Linked DNA regions of Mus musculus: region 1 is linked to region 2. The links are chromatin contacts, called in public HiChIP or PLAC-seq maps. All regions are on one chromosome and are shown on one strand. Each heading gives the region's core, a stretch centred on a gene start, on an enhancer-like site or on the middle of the called end of the contact. The rest is flanking DNA. Distances are from core to core; before and after follow the strand shown. Region 1 has its middle 37 kb from the start of Gm41259. Region 2 has its middle 94 kb from the start of Gm41259.

The links. HiChIP or PLAC-seq counts read pairs in DNA pulled down with a chosen protein or histone mark.
Region 1: a contact with region 2 is called in an H3K4me3 HiChIP or PLAC-seq map of bone marrow-derived macrophages, with 5 times the contacts expected there. The contact joins two enhancer-like sites. A contact is called at or near these places in 1 of 15 datasets of contacts at CTCF or cohesin (large pre-B cells), 1 of 484 Hi-C or Micro-C datasets (embryonic stem cells), 1 of 115 datasets of contacts at active chromatin or transcription factors (bone marrow-derived macrophages) and 1 of 9 other capture datasets (bone marrow-derived macrophages).

Annotation. Positions count from the first base shown.
Region 1 is chr15:6,078,888-6,084,134 of GRCm38.p6, forward strand. No RefSeq gene overlaps it. Among named protein-coding and RNA genes, the nearest start is that of Gm41259, 37 kb to the left of the region's middle. Within about 2 kb of position 2,269, at least 37 of the 459 cell types and tissues checked have an H3K27ac peak or open chromatin away from gene starts, as enhancers often do. A contact at or near this core is called in bone marrow-derived macrophages, where this site is marked.
Region 2 is chr15:5,948,070-5,954,020 of GRCm38.p6, forward strand. It overlaps the pseudogene Gm49095. Among named protein-coding and RNA genes, the nearest start is that of Gm41259, 94 kb to the right of the region's middle. Within about 2 kb of position 3,027, at least 8 of the 459 cell types and tissues checked have an H3K27ac peak or open chromatin away from gene starts, as enhancers often do. A contact at or near this core is called in bone marrow-derived macrophages, where this site is marked.

The DNA.
Region 1 (5,247 bases), core at 1,019-3,518, 130 kb after region 2:
TAAATAAGAAACAGTGATGGATTAGGGAGATTGGGAGAGGAAAGTGGATTTATGTTGGAGGGATAATTAGCAACACTTGCAAACAGGACAGGTTTGCTAGGTATGCATGAGACAGAATTGCGACAGGTACTCGCGTTTGCGTTGGTGCCGGTGCTTTTCTTTCTTTTTTTTTTTTTCAGAGTTTATAAGATATTTTTTAATACCCAGAAACTAATATCGATGATCACAAAACCCTTTGAGGCAAGAGCTTTTATCTTAGCTTTATAAATGCGACTTTATAAATTTTCATGACTTTCTCAGGATCATTGGGCAGATTTTACAATTCGTTACACGCAGTCCAGGATATCTTTTTTTTTTTAACTAGGTATTTTCCTCATTTACATTTCCAATGCTATCCCAAAAGTCCCCCACACGCTCTCTCACCCGCTCCCCCACCCACCCACTCCCATTTCTTGGCCCTGGCGTTCCCCTGTACTGAGGCATATAAAGTTTGCAAGACCAATGGGCCTCTCTTCCCAATGATGGCTGACTAGGCCATCTTCTGATACACATGCAGCTAGAGACAAGAGCTCAGGGGTACTGGTTAGTTCATATTGTTGTTCCACCTATAGGGTTGCAGATCCCTTCAGCTCCTTGGGTACTTTCTCTACCTCCTCCATTGGGGGCCCTGTGTTCCATCCAATAGCTGACTGTGAGCATCCACTTCTGTGTTTGCTAGGCCCCAGCATAGCCTCACAAGAGACAGCTATATCAGGGTCCTTTCAGCAAAATCTTGCTAGTGTATGCCATGGTGTCAGCGTTTGGAGGCTGATTATGGGATGGATCCCCAGATGGACCATCTAGAGACTGCCTGTGCTTTTCAATGAGATGGAAAATACTGAAGAACTCCAATCTGAGGAAAGCATTTAATGTTGAATAGGTAATTTACTGTGGAATCAATGTAAATTGACTAAACATTCCTGTTAAAACATATCTTGTATCGAGTTAAAAGAAATGCTAGAACGTTGAAATTACCAAGGTATAGTAATGTGTCTCTGCCATCATCAGCACTCAGAAAGCCAGTGTATGCTATCCTCCCATACACACAGACAAAAAAAAAAGCAAAAAGATGAAACTAACAAACTCAAAGAAAGTAAAAAATAGATACTGAGATGTGGGGAAGGCATTCCTAGCATATAATTTTATAATCTTTAAGTTTTATCAATGTCATGATTTTGTTGCCATGATAAAAGCACAATGACCAAAGCAACTTATAAAAGAAAGAGTTTATTTTGACCTAGCACTGAGAAGGAAAATCAGTAATGGGAGAGAAAGGCGCCACAGTGCTCAACAAAAGCATGAGGCCTAGAGGGCAACAGAAAAGCGAAAGCTGGACAGCAATGTGGAAATGGAACAAGGAAGGCTAGTTACTCTCAAAGACCTCCCCAGTAAAGCTCTTCCTGCAGTGAGTTTCTTGTCCTGAAACTTCCATGGCGTCCCCCAAAAGCACCAGCAATGGGGACAAAGTGTTAAATATATAAGCCTATGGGGAGAAATCTTCTATTCATGTTACTATATTTGATAAGAAACATTTCATTTACTTGGAAGGATGATAAGGGAGAACATGTTTCCTTGAGGAAGAGTATAAGCTTTATATTTTATATATGCCATCACATACATATATATATGGAGAGAGAGAGAGAGAGAGAGAGAGAGAGAGATGTGTGGGTGTGTGTCTGTATTGCACATGCTCAAGATTTCCTTAAGACAATTATATTTTTTCTTGTCCACATTTGACTTGTGAATGTCTATTTGCAAAACAATACTATATTCAAATCCTAAATTGCATGAATTATAGTGTTAAGTCTCAGATCAGAAATTAAAAGCTATATATGGGTGTGTGACCTAAGTAAATGATGATTTGTTCAAAAGAAAAAATATTATTCAATAATGGGCATGTTCAAGATTACTGTTATTATACTGACTTGGTTTGTGTTTCTGGAGAAAGAAACCACATAAAATGCACAGTTCACTACTGCCCTCTGCTGCACACAGGGCAGAGGAGAGAACTCGGAAGAGTGGCCAGAGAGCTATAGTATTGTGTCCTGACAACACACTCAGGTAGGATCCTGTTTAGTGACCACACTAACTGATCCTGGGTAAAACACACTTACTGAATTTCACTGCAAAAATAGTGTTTCAATCAGATTCATAGTGTGTCTAAAACACCCTCATAACTCAGGAGAAAAGATAGCTAAAATCCAAACAAAATGCTCATGCTGGACAGATCTCCGTGAATGAGTTACTTTTTCATAGACATGGTCTGAAGCCAGAGGGAAGCATCTCATTATTAAGGGGTCAGTGGAGTTCCTCTTTGATGTTTAGTGAATTATTATGAGAAGAACATCCAGAGAACAAAACGTTCCAATGGCAAGTCAATGATAAAATCTTACAGAGGCAGACCAGAGTAAGGCAAATTTGCCTTTTAGAAACTAGGAAGGATTTTCGTTGTTTTGTTTTCAGTTTTGTTTTGGTTTGTGTGGAAGGCTTCCAGCTGAGAGAGAACACTATGTGCCTCCTACCAACAGAAGGCTTGTTACAATGGAAGCAACCCTTAAACCGCATTCTGCCAAACATGCAAACATTCGTCAGCAAACAGGAAGAAGTCACCCAACCTAGTCATGCAAGCTGGCTGTCTTCTCAGGCCTCAAAACTCTCAAGTGCTCACGATGATCTTTTAGCTGACTCAAACAACTTTCTATCGGCTGCTGAACAACAAGTCATTTCGGGCTGGAGTGGAAGGGAAAGGCGAAGAGGCAAACCAAGTAACATAGAGACCATATAACATCACACCATAAAGACAGAAATAGTCTCTTTACGTGGACAAAATAATGTTAGAGCATCTAGTAAAACTAAATATTGTTTAAGTATTATTTAACTCCTGGTTTCCTTTCAGTTCCTAAATGGCTCCCAGTTAACAACATCTCTGGTGCATCTCTAAACAATTTCTTTGTGGGGCTCTGACTTATCTCGTGGTCACCAGTGTAGGACCACTGAATCCTATATGAAAGGTAATTTTGAAGCTGATAAGGCATATTTTGAACGGCAAAATCAGCAAAGCTTTGTTTTGGCAAGTAAAACGATAGAGCATGGGCAAACAGAGCTTTAATGCCACACCAGTTTTCATTTAACTGTTGTTTATCCATATACCAAATTTGCAAAGTTATCCACTGTGCACTTGCCTGTTCAATTGAAACTGCCTCAATGTTTGCAATTTTAGATATTTCCCTTTAAATATTAATGTCCTATTAGACAAATGGCTTGAACATATTTTCATGCATCATGTTGGTTTCCTTTATAAGGTCTACAAGTTGAATTCAAGGCATACTCAGCCTATACACACCACACACACACACACACACACACACACACACACACACACATTTTTTAAAAAAATATCTGGAAATCAAAGCAAAAATAAGCTATACCTTTACATGTAGTAGGATGACTGATATTTAAAGTCAAATTGTACTAACTCAGAAATGTATACTTTACGGAGTCCTATTTAGTTGTTTTGTTTTGCATTGCCTATGCTTTGGGAAATAATATTGGTAAAATCATGCCAAGACCAGTTGTACAGTTGTGCCAGTGTTTTCTTCTAGAATGTTTGTGGTTTCCAGCCCTATAATTAAATCTTCATCCATTTTTTGTTAGCTTGTGTGTATTATATAATCTAATGGTTCAGTTTCATTGTTTTGTATATGAGCTTCATTAGTTTGACAGCTTGCCATTTTCTTATTTTGTATTCCTGGCATCCTTGTTCAGAATTAGTAGATTGTATTTATGGATTTATCTCTGGATGCTTTACTGTGTCCCATGGCTTTATACATCTCTTTTTGTGCCAGTTCCATGTTGTTCTGATCACTGAAACTCTACGATACATGAGAAATTTCTCAAACTCAGTCACCATGAGGAAAAAATAAGAAGCTAAGGCCAGGAGACTGGCTTAGCAGGAAAACACTTGCTTCCTAAATGTAATGACACCTGAATCTGTATTTCAAGCACCCATAAAACACCTGATGGTATGTGTCCCTTTCTTGTACTTCCAGGGCTCAGAAGGGAGATACATACAAGGAAATACCAGAGAAAATTTACAAGCTAAATTAGCACCAAGCTCATATTAGCAGCTCTGTGTTCAACTAAGAAAGCCTGACTCAAGCCTGAACAAGGTGGATATCTAACAAAGAAGACTCCTGATGTCCACCCTGAGTCTCAATATGCACATGGACATACAAGGATACATAATTGTACACATATGTACTCCCACACATACAAGCATAATATACCCAATATGCCACATATACATATGTACATAAAAAGGAAAGAAAACACAGATTAAATCTATGATGAAATATTATTCTACACTTCTTAAGATGACCATAATCTAAAAGTCAAATTGTTATGAATATTGAAAAGAGAATAGCAGAAGGGAACCTCTTGTCCACTGTTGATGGGACTGGTATCTTTTCAATTGATGGAAAAGATGTGGAAGTTCCTCAGAAGGCCTGAAAATAGAAATACCACTTGATTTATCAATTCCAATTCTTTAGCTATATCCAAAGGAATTGGAATTCATACCTCAAAAACATAGCTATGTGCATCATAGCATTATTTGCAATTATCAATACAGAAAATATCTGTGTGCACTAGAAGATGAATTATATAATGAAAAATATACAGATATGTGCAAATGTGATAATTAATGCCTTGTATTAATTATTCATATATTATAGATATATTCATGTATTATAGAATATTCATGTATTAAAGATAAAGAAACTATGATTATATGCACATGCACACATTCATTATATTGCTGGGCAGCCTTAAAAAAATCTTGCTACATATGAGTACTCCAGTGGATATTTTGCTATGTAAAATAAGCAAGATGCATAAACTAATTTTACATCATTTCATGTGTGAAATCTAAAGTTAAACTCTTAAAAATGAAGTAGACAACTGTTGTTGGAGGTTGTACAATAGAAGAAATGAAGACCACAAACTTCTGAGAAAGGACCAAATATGAGACATGGCCAACAGTACTAACTGGTATTGTGTTATATACCTGAAACAGCTTCAAAGGTTCAGCCCATTATCATCAAGGCAGGAACATGGCAGCATCCAGGCAGGCATGGTGCAGGAGGAGCTGAGAGTTCTACATATTCATACTGAAGTACTTCATACTTAGTACTGAAGACTGGCTTCCAG
Region 2 (5,951 bases), core at 1,777-4,276:
ATGGCAAGAATTTTATAAATCTGCTAAAATGGTCGTATCCCAGTGAATGTAGTTGCCTAGAAAATGTTATTCATTCTCCCATCAATTCTTTCATACAATCATTTCTTAAATTCTTCCGATATGCCAGACATCATGTTATGTGTTAGAAAGCCATTTATATTAGACATTTCTAATAAATTAAAATGATCAAAATTAAGATATCAAGAGGTCTGTTTCCTAAGCCACTGCAGTTCAAGTATAATTTTGATAGTAAGACAGGTTAAAAACATCATGAACAACAACAATAGAAGAACCGGACAGAACATACAGTGATCTATTGAGACTTTGAGAAGTAAATGTAAACGGGCAGATGGAACACATGTCAGAATTCAAGCCAGCCCTGGGCTCTTGTGAGGCTTTTCCTTCTGTCTCCTGATCAGAACATAGTGAAATTACAATGGCAAATAATAGCCAGTAACTGGATGCTGGGAGACAGATTAAGAGTAATTTGAGTTTTACTTTGGGAAAAAGAAACAAAACTCTAAATGCTTTAGAGGAGTTAGAGTTCACCATGTTCGCCTCTTGTTTCTCTTGGTGATCTTAGTGAGAATGTGAGTGGCAGGAAACATCAGGACTCAGAAGCTAGAGAAGTCAGGAATCAAGGAGAACTGTCTACAGTCAATCTGCAGTGGTGTCTCCAGGCCTGTTTCTGTGCTTATGGTTTGTTGTTGTTTGGTTGGTTGGTTGATTTTTTCTTTTTAATATTGGACATTTTCTTTATTTGCATTTCAAATGTTATGCCCTTTCCCGCCACCCCCCCCAACCATCTATCCTATCCCTCCTCCCCATGCTACTATGAGGGTGTTCCCCACCCGCTTACCCACTCCCGCCTCCCCACCCTAGAATTCTCCTAAACTGGGGCATCAAGCCTTCACAGGATCAAGGGTTTCCCCTGCCACTGATGCCAGATAAGGCCATCCTTGGCTACATATGCAGCTGGATCCATGTGTAGTACTTGGTTGGTGGTTTAGTCCCTGGGAGCTCTGAGGGGTCTGGTTGGCTGATATTGTTGTTCTTCCTATCAGCTCCCTTCAGCTCCTTCAGTCCTTTCTCTAACTTTTTTTGGGTGTTTGTTTGTTTGTTTGTTTCCACTCAGTCTGGAAATTGTTTGACTGTGAACATGTTATAAGTGGACAACAGATAGTCATCTGAGAATAGGAAGCCAAAGAATTTTGTATCAGTGAAATAGCCTTCATGAATTAAAATGATCTGGATATTCCCAGAGAAAAGGAAACAAGGAGTTCTAGCTGAGAGTAGATCTACTTCAAAAGCATTGCTGAGGGAAGCTTTCCGATGTCAGAGAATAATAGCAGATAAATGTGTGTGTGTAACACCAGAAGTGAATAATGGTACGAGAGGATGGGGAGAGGGCTCAGCAACCAAGAGCATATGCTGCTTTGCAGAGGACCAGAGCTGCTGTTTCCTTGACTCCACAGGTGACAACCACCTGTAATTCCAGCTCCATGAAAATCCAATGCTTCTTTCTGTCTTTTACAGGCTTTCCCATGCACAGAGCCACACCTAGGCACATTTAATAGAAAGGGCAAGTAGCCAATCACTCTGTAACACCATTCTTCTCTTAAATACCTGATCCTCAAATTGTAACACCTTCAGATAGAAGTTTTGATGTGGGTAGATGTAATGTTTAAAATTATTGTGATAAAAATAGACATTAATGTGATTTTGTAGTAGGAGGGGATCTATATAATCCACTAGGAAGGAAATACTTGAGTATTAAAACATAGATTTCATTATTCTTACAATAAGTCTAATACCTGATACAAAAGGATGCAGGGGAATAAGCATGATAACAGTACCAGTAAAGAAGAACTGTTTATAAAAGAGAAAAAGTAGCCAAAGGAAACTCGATTTGTAATCAATACGTTCTCATTCTTCAGGGCACCTGTAGATGCTGATCTAACACGCTCATTGCTATGCTCTAGCAACTCTTTCGGAACCTTTTCTCTTGGAAAAATAAAACAAACACACAAAATAAATTGAATGAAATGCTAAGAGGATCTTTTAAACTTATTTATTTGAGTTATAAAAAGACAAAGGCATTTCACCATAAACTAATCGCAATTAAATTACAAATAGTTATTATTACCCTATTTGAATGACTAATTACTAACACTTAATTTAGGATGTTTGCAAAAAATACCATTATAGTATTTCCTTATGATAAAATAAAAATTATACCCATAAGACTGTTGGCGTTTGGTCATGGAATTGCTTTTGCTTTAATTTTAGTTCTGGAGAAGAGAGGTAGAAGAAGGAGAGAAGGAAAGAGAAAGCTGGTTAAATCTAAGAAAGGAAGATCTTCATTCTGTCTAAAAGCCTGAGTATAACATTTCACTTTAGTTTTATCCATTAATGATTAATAGGTGTATACTTAATCAAATATTTACCATTATGTACTATGACAATACTATTACCACCATAAATTGATTTTAGAGAATAATAGCAAAAAATAGCTTCCAATTTTAAAAAGGGATATTGAATAAATTCAAACTTCTATTTCTCTAAAGATGACCAGTGTGACATTAGCATATTAATTAATTTAATAGTGGTGTCCTGTAATGCTACTTTGAACCTCAAGTTTATCTTGATTCTCTTTGTCTACATGCATAAAGAATATTGAAGACAAGCATAAGGTTGCAGATCGGATATCCTCAGTTTAAAATGAAATCTAATCTTCTAGAAAGCGCCACTGCTTTCATAGCTAATGGATTTTCCTTACTGATAGGACAGATAAGATGACTCCTGAAAACCCACAGAAAGTAAGAAATTGAGCCAAGACCTGTAATAAAATATCATGCAAACCCACTAGATATCAAAATCGAAACTGACAAAACAAGAGATGACCAAGATGTGAGGCACACAAAATGCTGATTGATTTCCTGCTGCTGAGAATATAAACTGCTTCTTTGAAGTATGTTGCAGCATCTGCTAAAATCCCATGAAATCCTTATTTATCACTTTCAGTTATTGCATAATACGCTGCATAAGTCTGCAGGCTTGAAATAGTTCCCTTTTCTGACATCTGACACAGCCTGGATCAGGGTTTCACTGAAGAAATTGACCATCAATAAGATGTGGCTCCATGTTCTACTTTCTCCCTCGGGGTGTCAAGGTGCAGCTGCATACTGGGCTGGAAGGATGAAGCAGAGGCTAGAACAGGGTGGGGTGAGGAGTCCAGTGTTACAGCCTTTATTACATGAAAGCCTTCTCTACTGATACTCAGTGAAACAGCTTGTGTGTGTACACTTTTTGGGGGTTGATGAACCTTGGAAAGTAGAAAGGAGTTTTTAGGGTGAATATAAATCATTGGCTGAACCCACGAGCATGTGGCTTAGAACCAGGTCTTGGGCCCAACCCAAGAGCTGGTGGCGTAGGCCCAGGCCCAAATCTGGACAACAGAGCAGGTGACCTCTTGGGTACAGGATCTGGTCTTAACTTAAGAATGGCTGGACCTCAAGGCTTAGATCTTGCCCCCATCCTGAGGGCAGCAGGTCTTTTAGGGACAAATTCCGTTTCTTTTTTCCAAGCTTCTGGAAACATGGGCACAAACCCGCCCACCATGACAAGAGTACCTGGTCCCATAGGTCCAAACAAAGGTCCTAGCTCTCAAGAACTTGGCCTTCCAGGGCCAAATCCCTCTCCCATGTCAAGGGCTCCTGGCCCTATGGGTCCTAATTCAGCTCATTTCTCAAGACCAGGTGGCCCCGTGGGGGTAAATGCTGGAGTCTTTCCAAGGGGGACAGGATCAGGAGGACTGAACCCAAATGCCTTCTCTCAGTCTTCTGGCACATTGGCCTCAAATCCAGGTACCTTTCAGAGGTCTGCTGGCCTCCAGGGCTCAAATCAAGCAGTTTTCCCAAGAGCCTCTGGGCTACTAGGCTCCAACCCAGCTAACTTTCCAAGGGCCTCTGGCCTGCAGGCTCCTAGTCCAGCTGCCTTCCCAAGGTCTGCTGGTCTATTAGGCCTAGGTCAAGTTGCTTTCCCCAGGTCAGCTGCGGGGCCCCTGGGCTCTTCTCCAGCAGGCCCTGTGGGTATCAACCCAGCTCCTTTTGCAAGACCAACGGGGACCCTGGGCCTTAACCCAGCTTCCTTTCCAAGGATGAATGGCCCTGTAGGCATTTCCTATTTCCCATTTCCTAGGGTGGGCAGCCTCCCTGGCTCAAATCCAGCTGCTTTCCCCAGACCAAGGGGTCCAATGGCTGCAATGTACCCAAATGCAATGTTATCCCCTTAAATACCATTTTTCTTCCAGGGCCACTTTGTTATTTAAGCACTGTGGTTCTGAGATGGGGCTGTCTCTTAGATAAAAGAGTAGATATGGAACTACAGTCTGAAGAACATAGCTGGGGCTCGAGTTCAAATGAGCCTTCTTTTTCCTCTGCTTTTTTTCTTGACTGAAGGCAAAATGTTATTTGTGAGCCATGGACTATGGCAGATAGGGGTGATCCTGGCCTCAAGGAAAAGGCTCTCTGGCCTTCCGGAAGCCTCTGTGCTTTTGTCCCACAGCTTTCTGCCCCTTGTTTCTTACTAGTTCCTTGAACTGTTCTCATGGACGTTTTCCTCCGGGATACGTTGGCCTGCAGGTTCTAATTCCCCACTCACCGCTGGAGAATTGGCTCGCTTGTTGTCTAGTGACACTGCATTGGTGAACGGACCATGTTTCAGTAACTCTGACCCGGCTCCCTGGACCTAGTCATGTTCTACTGCCAGACCTTTCCCTCGGGGCTTAAACACAGAATGGGAGGTGGACACCCACGTCACAGACCCACCACATTGCTGCTTGACTGGGCCTGCGGCTCCTTTCTTCTGGGACTTAGAGGTGGACAGATTTAAGCTTCCTCCGATCAGCCAGCTCCCTCCTCACTGGTCCTCCCAATCAAAGAACCTCAAAACTTAAACTGCGATGGATGGGAAGTGGGGGGCTGGGGTGGGGGTGGAGGGATGAAAGGGAAATCACTGTGCTGTGTTCAGCTTGATGTGAAAAATGGTTGGTTTTCCTCCATTGTATCTTTTCTTACTGTTTCTTTAATAAATGGGTGAGAGGGAAAAAAATCATTGGCTGGAGTTTAAAGTACTAAGTGTGGCTCATTTGCATGGAAAGACATTCCAGGAATCCCAAGTACTTGCTGGGCAGGTTTTTATGAGGGTTAGGGGAGAGGAAGTTGAACATTTTGCCAAGGACTTTGTGGCACTAGTCAGGTAGAGGGTGTGGAGGTCAGGCTCCCCAGATAAAGTCAGTCAGAAAAGAGGAAGTTCTACTCAAAAAGGGAGTCTTCAATTTTGCATCAAGCCCACAGGAACTATCTGAATATTGACACCTACAATCTTAAATAGCAGGATCCAAGAAGGAGGCTTGAGTTATAACTGGAGGCTCTGGGGGAAGTCACACCCTAACTCATTTGGATTGTTGTTAAAATTTGGGTCCCTGGAATTGTAAGACTGAAGTCTTATTTCATTACTGGCCATCCTCAGCTCCTACGTTTTCTAGTTACTGTATATAGAGTTCTAGATCAAAAGGTCAATGGACAAAGTTCAAATGGTCTCATCTTTGAATCTCTCTTATATCTGCATCCAGCTTGGAGAAACTCTTGGCTTTTAAAAAAGAATCTGTAATTGAGTTAGCCACTACTGGATATATTAATACTATATCGAAACTTTTGAATATCTTGGTACAACTGGACATAGAATTTGGGGGCAGCTTTAAATTTTTTATATAATTACTCAGCAGCTTTGATCCAAGGAGAGTAACCAACAGAAATGCAAGTGTGTGTTCTTCAAAGGACATATACAAGGATGGTGACTAAAGCCACATCATAGGTAGATGATACAAAGAAATGCTTCACAAATGAATTTCCATGTATAAACCATAAGCCATCAGAGCTGTCAGTGCA